Linked DNA regions of Rattus norvegicus: region 2 is linked to region 1. Evidence: chromatin contacts called from public Hi-C data. All regions are on one chromosome and are shown on one strand. The core of a region is the stretch at or near the end of the contact, and the rest is flanking DNA. Distances in the headings are between cores, read along the strand shown.

The links. Hi-C and Micro-C count contacts between places; a contact is called where the count stands out from the background.
Region 2: a contact with region 1 is called in a Hi-C map of mammary epithelial cells, with 2.0 times the contacts expected there. The contact joins the promoter of Ccni here to the enhancer-like site in region 1.

What each region holds. Positions count from the first base shown.
Region 1 is chr14:15,043,823-15,048,207 of GRCr8, forward strand. No RefSeq gene overlaps it. Among named protein-coding and RNA genes, the nearest start is that of Pramel38l2, 46 kb to the left of the region's middle. Within about 2 kb of position 2,904, at least 1 of the 93 cell types and tissues checked has an H3K27ac peak or open chromatin away from gene starts, as enhancers often do.
Region 2 is chr14:15,161,801-15,166,513 of GRCr8, forward strand. It overlaps Ccni (cyclin I), which reads left to right and starts at 2,295. Exons shown (of 8, transcript NM_001105998.1): 1 at 2,295-2,410; 2 at 2,484-2,806. It also overlaps a transcript of Septin11 not described here.

The DNA of each region.
Region 1 (4,385 bases), core at 1,654-4,153:
AAACACTCTTCCATTGCTGGTGGGATTGGAGGATGGTACAAGCATTCCAGAAATCAGTCCGGCAGTTCCTCAGAAAATTGGACATAGTACTACTTAAGTACTATGGTACTACTTAAGTACTTAGTACTACTACCAAAGAGTACACATGGAGAGACCCATCGATTCAGCCACGTGTGTAGCAGAGGAGGGCATTGTCTGACATCAATAGGAGAAGCCCTTGATCCTGTGAAGGCTAGTTTCCCCAGTGTAAGAGAATACCAGAGTGTTTAGATGGGAGTAGTTGGGTGAGGGTGGGAGCATCCTCATAGAAGCGGGAGGAGGGGGAATGGGAGAGAGAGGAACCAGAAAAGGGGATAACACTTGAAATGTAAATACACAAAATATCCAATTTTTAAAAAGGTGTTTGCCACCACCTCCCAGCTAGCATTTCTTGCTGCTATCGACCCAGGTTAACTTGTGACTTTTCTGAACCTAGCAATCTTTTCATGACCTTCAACCACATCTCAACCATTCCTTAAGAAAAGGTTCATGACTATGTGAGGTCTTCCTGAAGCTCCTGAATGAGACCACAGAGGTGATGATTGATGCTAAAGCATGAGGAGTTTAAACATCCCAACATATTGGGGTCATCTCACTTCAAGGGAGAGATGACCCTGAGCAGACTCTTACAGGGAGTTATACACCTTGCAAACAATTGGGGCAGAATTAAAACAATTTGGGCAGAATTTGCACAATGGTAACTAGGCAGGGTGCTATGCACATTTGGTGGAGCGAAACAACTTTTAGATCAACTCAGTGTAGGTTTGTGTAACAGTTCGGCTTGCAGCTGTTCCAGGAACTAAAGCAGCTTTTTTTTTTCTTCCTGGAAGGGAGGGTCCCTTGTGTTTGGAGGTTTGTGGTGGAATTTTCCCACTGACCTTAGATTGACCCCAAACTCTGGCTCTTTCAACTATGCATGTGAGATTCAGGCAGCCAGAGAAACCCAGATCAGAAAGGTTAGATTGACATTTGGGCTGATGATTGCCTTGTTGGATTTATAGTGACCCAGGCAACTCTCCACAGTCTTTGCTTTTATAGCACTGGGGTTGGTGTTAGTCAGGATTCTATACAAAGAGAATGAAAAATAAAGGACTATGTGGTTTGAATAAAAATGGTCTCCCATAAACTCATATATTTGAATATCTATAGGGAGTGGCACTATTAGGCCTTTTTGGATGAAGTGTGTCACGGTGGAGGAGGGTTTGAGGGTTTTGAGGTCTCATAAATGCTCGTTAGGCCCAGCGTGAGCTAGCCTTCTGGTCAAGATGTAGAAATCTCAGTACCTCTAGCACTATGTCTACTTACCACCATGCTTCCTTCCATGAAGACAATGGACTGTAAGCCAGCTCCAATTGGTTTTCCTTTATAAGAGTTGCCATGGTCATGGTAACACTTCACAGCAATGAAACCCTAAGACAGACTATGTCACATAAACCTTCTAAATACTAATAGCTTTGACTTCGATGGAAGTGTCAGACCTGGACCCCAAATCAAGTAAGAAAAGGACAAACTAAAGTCATATTGAACCCAGAAAGAAAAGCTTGGAAGAAATGACCCCTGAGTTAACTAAGTTCCACAATGAAGGGGAGAAGCCCTACTGGGTGGATGGCTCTGCCACACTAATCCACGTGTACCATAAATTGCTTCCTGTTCAATAACCCCAATCTCTCTATTCTCTTTGGATATGCACATAAAGGACCAACCATAATCTTCCCAGTCTCAAAGTTACAACAGAACCCCAAACCCAGCAAATGGCAACATAGGTAGGTATTCAGGAGACCAGATCAAGGGTAATAGGCCTGTTAAACTTTCTTTTTCTAGAAAGGAGGAAAAGGCCCTTCCCTTCTGACAGCTATATGAAATCTCAGAAAATAATATAAGATGTGATTTAAGAAGGAGGAGGTTGGAAGAGTTTTCTAAGGTACATCAGCTCATTATCTTGGCCTAGGTAGGCTTGTCGGAATCTGTATTTTGTCTATCACCTACTGTGGGCCCAGAAAGGTGTACAATTGGGGGTGCCAGTCTAAAGCAAGACTGAGAACAGATGCATCCAAACCCTGAAAATCCTGTCCTGAGACCAGCAGGAATAGGACTGTTTCGTCATTGCTCTGACTGCATTCCCAGGGTATGTAACCCTTCTGACCCACATCGCCACCACTTGAGATAGTCACATAACCTGGTGGCCAAAGTACAACTTAAAGGTCCTCTCTCCCTACAAGGACATATCCAGAAAGCACCTAGAATTTCTCTTCATGCTAATAAAGCACTCCCAGCACCTCAACCTCAGCCTAATGATGAACACTCACACAGAAAACCCCCACCCACTCTCCAAGGTTGATACAACCCTGTTCACCCCCAATAACAAGAGCTGATACACTGAAAACCATCTTCACTGAAGGTTATTTCTCCTGCACTCACACCAACGTAGTTCATTCCTTCCTCTCTAGCCCAGTGCACTATGTGCCTGGATACACTGAAGGCAGATTCAGACACCAGCAACAACCTCACTTTTGGGATGGAGAAAGGGTGGTGGATAAATGGCCTTTTATGTCTTTCAAGGAGAGCTCAGACATGATTTTTTTTTCTTTAAGATTAGCCCAAATTTTCCAGTTCTGCGTTTTTTTCAAATGGGAAATTACTCTCAGATGGACAAGATAGGAGTATAGTTATGGCTAAGTACTGATGCCAGAGACTAGAAACAAGTCCAGAGAATAGAACTAAGGCAGGGCAAAGACCATGGCAGGAAGCCTTGTCTCCTATCTGCAGTTTCATCAATTAGAGCTTTAAGTACATCTACCAGTAGAGGGCACTTGGAAAACACAGGAAAAAAAGAACACGGCAGACCTGCTATTGGAAAATAGTCTATATCTCGAACTGCAGTGTGGATGTTCCTCAGAAGCATGTCCCAGGGACAAAGGGTCCATTTCTAGTCAGAAAGATAAGGTGATTCTCAATTTGGCAGAGTCAACACAACTGAGTTGTGCTTGTCAGCTGAGCTCTCTTTCAAAACAGGAGATCTCTCAGCCCTCCTTTGCAGGACAAGCGCTTTATCACAGCTGTGCACACCCACATGCCTACTCCTAAGATCTCTTGAAGCCTTTTCAGTGTCCACAGGAGTCTCTACACCACAGTGACTCTTCTCACAGAGTCCACGCTGCTAAGGGGGAGTCATATGACTTCTAATCTCCCAATCCGAAACACCAGAGGTCCGGACAGATTCAGAAAGGAACATCAGGGAGTTGGTGACCGGAGCCTCTTTAGAGATTTCTGCTGCACAGTTGTCAAGTCTAATGATGGAGGATTTGATGAGACCCTGTAAGACCAACAGCAATTAATCAATTCCCCTTACACGGTAATTTACTAGCTCAGGTTTGGTTTATAATCTAGAAGACAAAGGGAAACAAGTTATAAGAAGAAGCAAAGTTAGCTTCAGAAACTCTACATTTATTAGATTACTGAATGACTGTCTGCCTCCCTCCCTCCTCTCTTCTGAGGTATTCGGCAGCTAAGAGAATTGAATTCCAGGCTGGTGGTGAGTTTAGTGCCTTGAACCATCCAAAGACTATCAGCCAAGCTCTAGTTTTCAAGGGTCAGGACAGCAGATAACTAGACTCATCGGGGTTGTGGTTCATCAGAGAGACAATGAGAGCTGCAAAGTGGTGACTGGGACAAAGGAAAAGGGCATAAAGGTAAGAGCTGATGAGATTACAATCAAGTCAAATGATCAATAGATGGTCTGAAGACAACAGTCTTAATAGAAGTGAAGGCTGAAACAATCAGAAAGGAGAAGTCAACTGGGCCCTTAGGAAGGCAATGCCCAAGGTATTAACCACATAACAAGAGGAAGAATAAAACCTAAAGCCAATCACATGTGCCAACAGGTCCTATATACTCTAGAGCACTTAACATGCATGTATACTAAAAAATGCCGATGACATCAGGGGAAGAGATTCCACAATGGTTTTCTCTTGTTTTGTAGCAGAACCAGATCCTGGATTCAAATCCCAGGACCTCTTAGTTATCATCTACAAAGGTACTTCAGGTTAGGCAGTTGAGAGGTGTGCCTTATTCCTTAAATACCATCTCAGATGTGAGACACAATAAAGTCCTCAGTGACCTACTCCACCCTATTATGTCTTTATTGGTCATTTAGACTTGTGCAAACACAGGCATGATTCAGCTCGTGACAATCTATGATCTTGCCACACCACACACTTGTGTTCATAGTAAAAACCCTGGTTTCCCAGTTGACGTAAGAGTCAGCATTTATAATAGTCAGATAAGGGCGTCTTGCCCCAGGAAGTGATTGTATCCCTAATACACCTATCTTCCTGCTGAGCAAGGTA
Region 2 (4,713 bases), core at 1,045-3,544, 120 kb after region 1:
GCTCACTCAGAGACCCTTTCCTGAGGCTAGCGCTCAGTGACACCTTTCTATCCACATAGAACCTCTTTAAATATATATTTAATTTTAAATTATGTGTACCTGTGTGCATGGGAGCTATGCACCTGTATAGTGCAGGTCCCAGTGGAGTCCAGAAGAGGGCGCCAGATCAGATTACTAGGAGCTGGAGGTGTGCATCACCATGAGCCACTCCAACTTGGGTTCTATACTTGCTCTTAACTACTGAGTCATCTCTCCACCTCCCACATATAAATATAAATATTCCTCTCCTCCCTCTCCCTCTCCTTCCCCCCCCCCCAGTACATTTTGTGGTGTTACAATGTTACAGGGATTGAATCCAAGCCCTTTCAGTTAGGCACACAGACTACTGCTGAGGTCTTACCCAGACTTCCTTAAGCAGAAATGCTTCCTTGGTGCCACCAGAGTTGTGCCACTTTAAGTTATGCAGAAAGTCCATATTCCTGATACTATTATCCAGAAAAATAGTACGTCGGTCATATTTAAAAAAAAAAAAAAAAAAGAACGTGTAACAAAACGGAAAAGGACTAGATAGGGTAGGGAATGCAGGCGTACATAGAACCTTCCTGAAAACCCTCTGGTGCTTCCTACTCCCTACTGTGTCCTATGGAATCTTCTCTGACCTCAGCTTTCTCCCCCTGAAGTCTGAGAGGCAGGGATGCTTCGTAGACTTTCTATATGCTGCTTCCTGTCCTTGCATTTTTCTTTGCCCAGAGATTTCAAGTTTCATTTAAATGTTACTTCTTCAGAGAAACGTTTACTGATAGCCCAGAGCGGGCTAAAGGTGTTTCCACAGCAGTCCTCAATTTCCCATCTTAATCCTTCTGCTACTAGCACTTGGTTATGGGGCCAGAAATCAAACACTGAGATTCACAAATAGAGATGCCATAAAACAAACTATACAAGATCTGTGCCATCCAGGACCTCATATTTTAGGGAGGGGATGGCTGTATATTAAAATAGTCTTTTAGGTAATTTTATACAGCGACTAGTAGCACTTGAGTAATTCTGTGCTTGACTTGCAAACTCCATGAAGGTAGGAGCCTTTTGTTTTTGTTTTCTTGTTTTAATATTCATTTTATTGTAAGTACACCGTTGCTGTTGGTTGTGAGCCATCATGTAGTTGCTAGGAATTGAACTCAGGACCTCTGAACGAGCAGTCGATGCTCTTAACTGCTGAGCCCTCTCTCCAGTCTTTTTTTTTTTTTTCTTTTTAATATTTATTAAGCAGGAGCCTTTTGTCTTCAAGCTAATTCCAGCTTTGTAAGAGCCTGATCTGTATTTTTTTTCCCCAATGATGTAAACTGATACTTGACTAGGTAAATGGTTAACTTCCAGGTTTCCCCTTCTTCCCGAAGTTATCTGCATTCTTTTCATGACTAGAGCCATTATAAGATAAGCAAAATTTACCATCTGGAGTAAAAAGAACTCCAAGTAAATAAAACACACTTAGTCGCATTCATTAAGGACCTAGTGATAAAACAAGACCCTGAAATACTAGACATACTGGCTGATGACTAGAATTCCATTGGCGCACAGCCAAGCCAAGTCAGTAGTCTAATCCACTGTTTTTAAAAGTGGCCTTAAGCACCCAGGATATGATCCCCTTAATTTTCTGATTTCCAAAGTGCTTTAGTCTCCCATCACCCACAGGATGGTAAAAAGACACAGGTCCATACTCATAATAGGAGCGGGAGGGACAACATCATTTTATGTAAGGTCAACAAAGAATGAGATATTTACACAAAAGATCACCATCTACGTCCAAGAAATTCGTTTAGGAGGGCTAAGGACAAGTAGGGTAGGGAAACACTAGGAGACTCTAGGTTGGGTGCAGGCGCTCACCCAGTAAGCCTTCCCTGAGGCTAGCGCTCAGCGGCGCCTTTCTTTCCAGAGGCGCATGCGCAGCACACTCTCCGGCCACTGCACGCCTCCTCGGCTAACCAAGCCTCTTACGTCACCGAGAGGACGGAGAGGGGTTCCTCCGCGCATCCGAGGAAAAGGAGTCCGCGCACCTTTCCTTCTCCCTGTCCACACAAAACGCACTTTCCCCATTCACCCAAGTTCCAGAGCCTTCCCCAGATCTTCTCCCAAAACTCGTCTTTGTTCAAACTCTCTTACGCGTCCACAGGACACCGAAGATTGCGGGAAGGAGAACACTGACGTTGTTTACAGACGCGCGCGGCTGAGATCAGTCCGCGAGGGCGGGGCTAGGAGGCCAGCGCTTTTCTTGCTCGCCCCTCCCTCCCCAGCCTTCCCCCGCGAGCGGACGCGCTAGCGCCTCTGTCTCGCTTTTTCTTATTTTCTCCCCCTTCCCCCTTCCTTTTCTTTTCTTTTTTCCCCTTCCCCCCTTTCACCATTTCCCCTCGGAGGCGCTTCCCTCGGGCAGGGGCAGAGCCGGCCTCACCCCGCGCCTCTCCCCGGCCCCCGCCGCCCTATGGCGAGAGGGCGCCCCCTCCTCACCCGGGCACCAGCGGCAGCGGTCGGAGGAGCGGGACCGGCGGCGGCGGCCTCCGGCCCAGGGTCATCATGGAATTAGTTCGCTGAGTGACCCTTCGGCCGCAGCCGTGCGTCCCGCCCGAGTGCCCGCGCCCGCCGGCCCGGTTTGCCCTCTTCTCCCTCCTCAGTCGGCCCGGCCCTAGTCCCGCGCGCCCCGCCGCCGCGCGCTGAGGATCATGAGGTGGTAACGGGCCCCCGGATGACCCCGCGTCACCACTGTGAGGCCTACAGCTCTGCCGGGGAGGAGGAGGAGGAGGAAGAGGAGGAGAAGGTGAGGGCGGGGGCGCGACGCGGTCGCCGTGCGCGCTGCCGGAGTGGGAGCTCGCGGGGGCGCGCGCCGTTCCCCCGAGGACGGGTCCCTTGGCGGTCCTTTCCTGGGCACCTCAGGGACGCCCCCCTTGCCGTCTCTGGCAATGCTGGGTGGGTTTCCTTTCCCCAAGTAACTTGTAGCCACAGCCAGTGACCGTCGGGGGTGCCAGTTCCAGGCTGTGGGAGCCAGTGCTAATAAAGAAGGGGACACACCCCCACTCAGAGGCCACGGATCCCGCGTGGCCACCAAAGATAATTTACCCGGCAAAGCATTGTGAATGTCAAGCCAATAGCCTCCCTCCCCCCCACACCGGGCGCGGTAATTGCGGGTGGGTAACGTTACCCAGGGCTTGGGCGGGTGGAGGAAACTAGAGAAGTGAAGGAACTGAATTGCCTTGTAAAGGACAGAAAAATGCCGAATTTTGCAAGAAGAGCTAAATGCTCCCTGCTGAGTTACCTGCTCTGCTGCAGATCATTTTGGCAGAAGTTGAACATTGTAGTAAACTAGTGGAAGGTGTGAGGTAAATAGTTCAACGAGGTGGATGGATCAACTGAAGATCTTAGAATAGCAAAGTAAAATACTTAGGTTTCACCCTGTCAGTGAAGAGCCATTGAACATGTGAACAGCGGCCTCGTATACCTAGAGACTTTAAGGACAGGTAGGGCTATATGGTAGGACCCTGTCTTAAAAGGGGTTGGGGGTCTAGGTTAAAAGCCAAGAGTATTTGTTTATTCTGGTCATGCAATTCTTAAAAATTAAGAGTATTCAACCTACCTGTATGTTTGTTCATCCTTTAAATGGCTTTAGTAATACCACTGTCATAGGGTTAAACGAGGATTGCCTAGGCTAATAGGAACAATAGCTAGCCAAATAGCAAAGCATTGAGGGCTATTAGTTGATAAGCACCTGATAAGTGTAAGCTGTGATTTGGGGGGGGCATAATGCTAAATTTTGGAAACTGTTGGTGGTAAAGATATGGTTAGTTAAGAAACAGATCTAGCAATGGTCATGACGGTAATGAAATGCAAAGGCAGGGTCGTGTCCCAAGTCTAGATGCAGGGTAGTGTGTACCTGCACAATTCCAAAAGGCGATGTTACTAGATCGATAGCAATTTCAGTGGGAGGAATTGGGCCTGCCAAGGGCACTGCAAGTTGGAACAGCGGATAGCATGGAGATTTTGGGATCACCTATGACCTGTATTGCTGGTGCATAAAGTCAAGGAGGGAATAGTAGATATGAGGACCTTAACTAATAATATTAATAGAGTTGGCATTGTGATTACCAAAATAGGATAACTATTAATGAAGTTTGCTATTAATGAGGTTGTTTACAGCATTGTTTTTCACTCAACTCAAAATAAGGGGGTCCTGGATGTATGTTGGTAGTACAGCTTGATGATGTAGGGTAAGCATTTTACAAGCTTGTTAATGCAGAGGAGGAAAATGTAAAACCACTTTAAACTGCTAAGAAAAATTTAAAAGTTTAAGGTATTGCTCATTTAAATGTGTGGAATATGCCAAGCAAAATTCAAACTGAGCGTCTCAAATCCAAATTTGGAGAAAAATTCTGTAAGTTCACAAGTGGAAAATTCTATACCTTGAACTTTTCACGTGCAAAATTATTTTTAAATTATATAAAATTATCTGGCTATATGTAAGGTGTATATATAGATTCCATATTTATATTGGGTTCCCTTCTAATTATGTATATGTAAATATTCTAAAATCACACACACTATCTGAAACACTTGGACCCATCATATAAGAGATTCCCAACCTCTATAGCCCTTTCGTTTTTAGAGACTAAAAAGATCATTCACATTTTGCATGTGACTAATAGTGGGTATAGATGAACAAGAAACAATAAA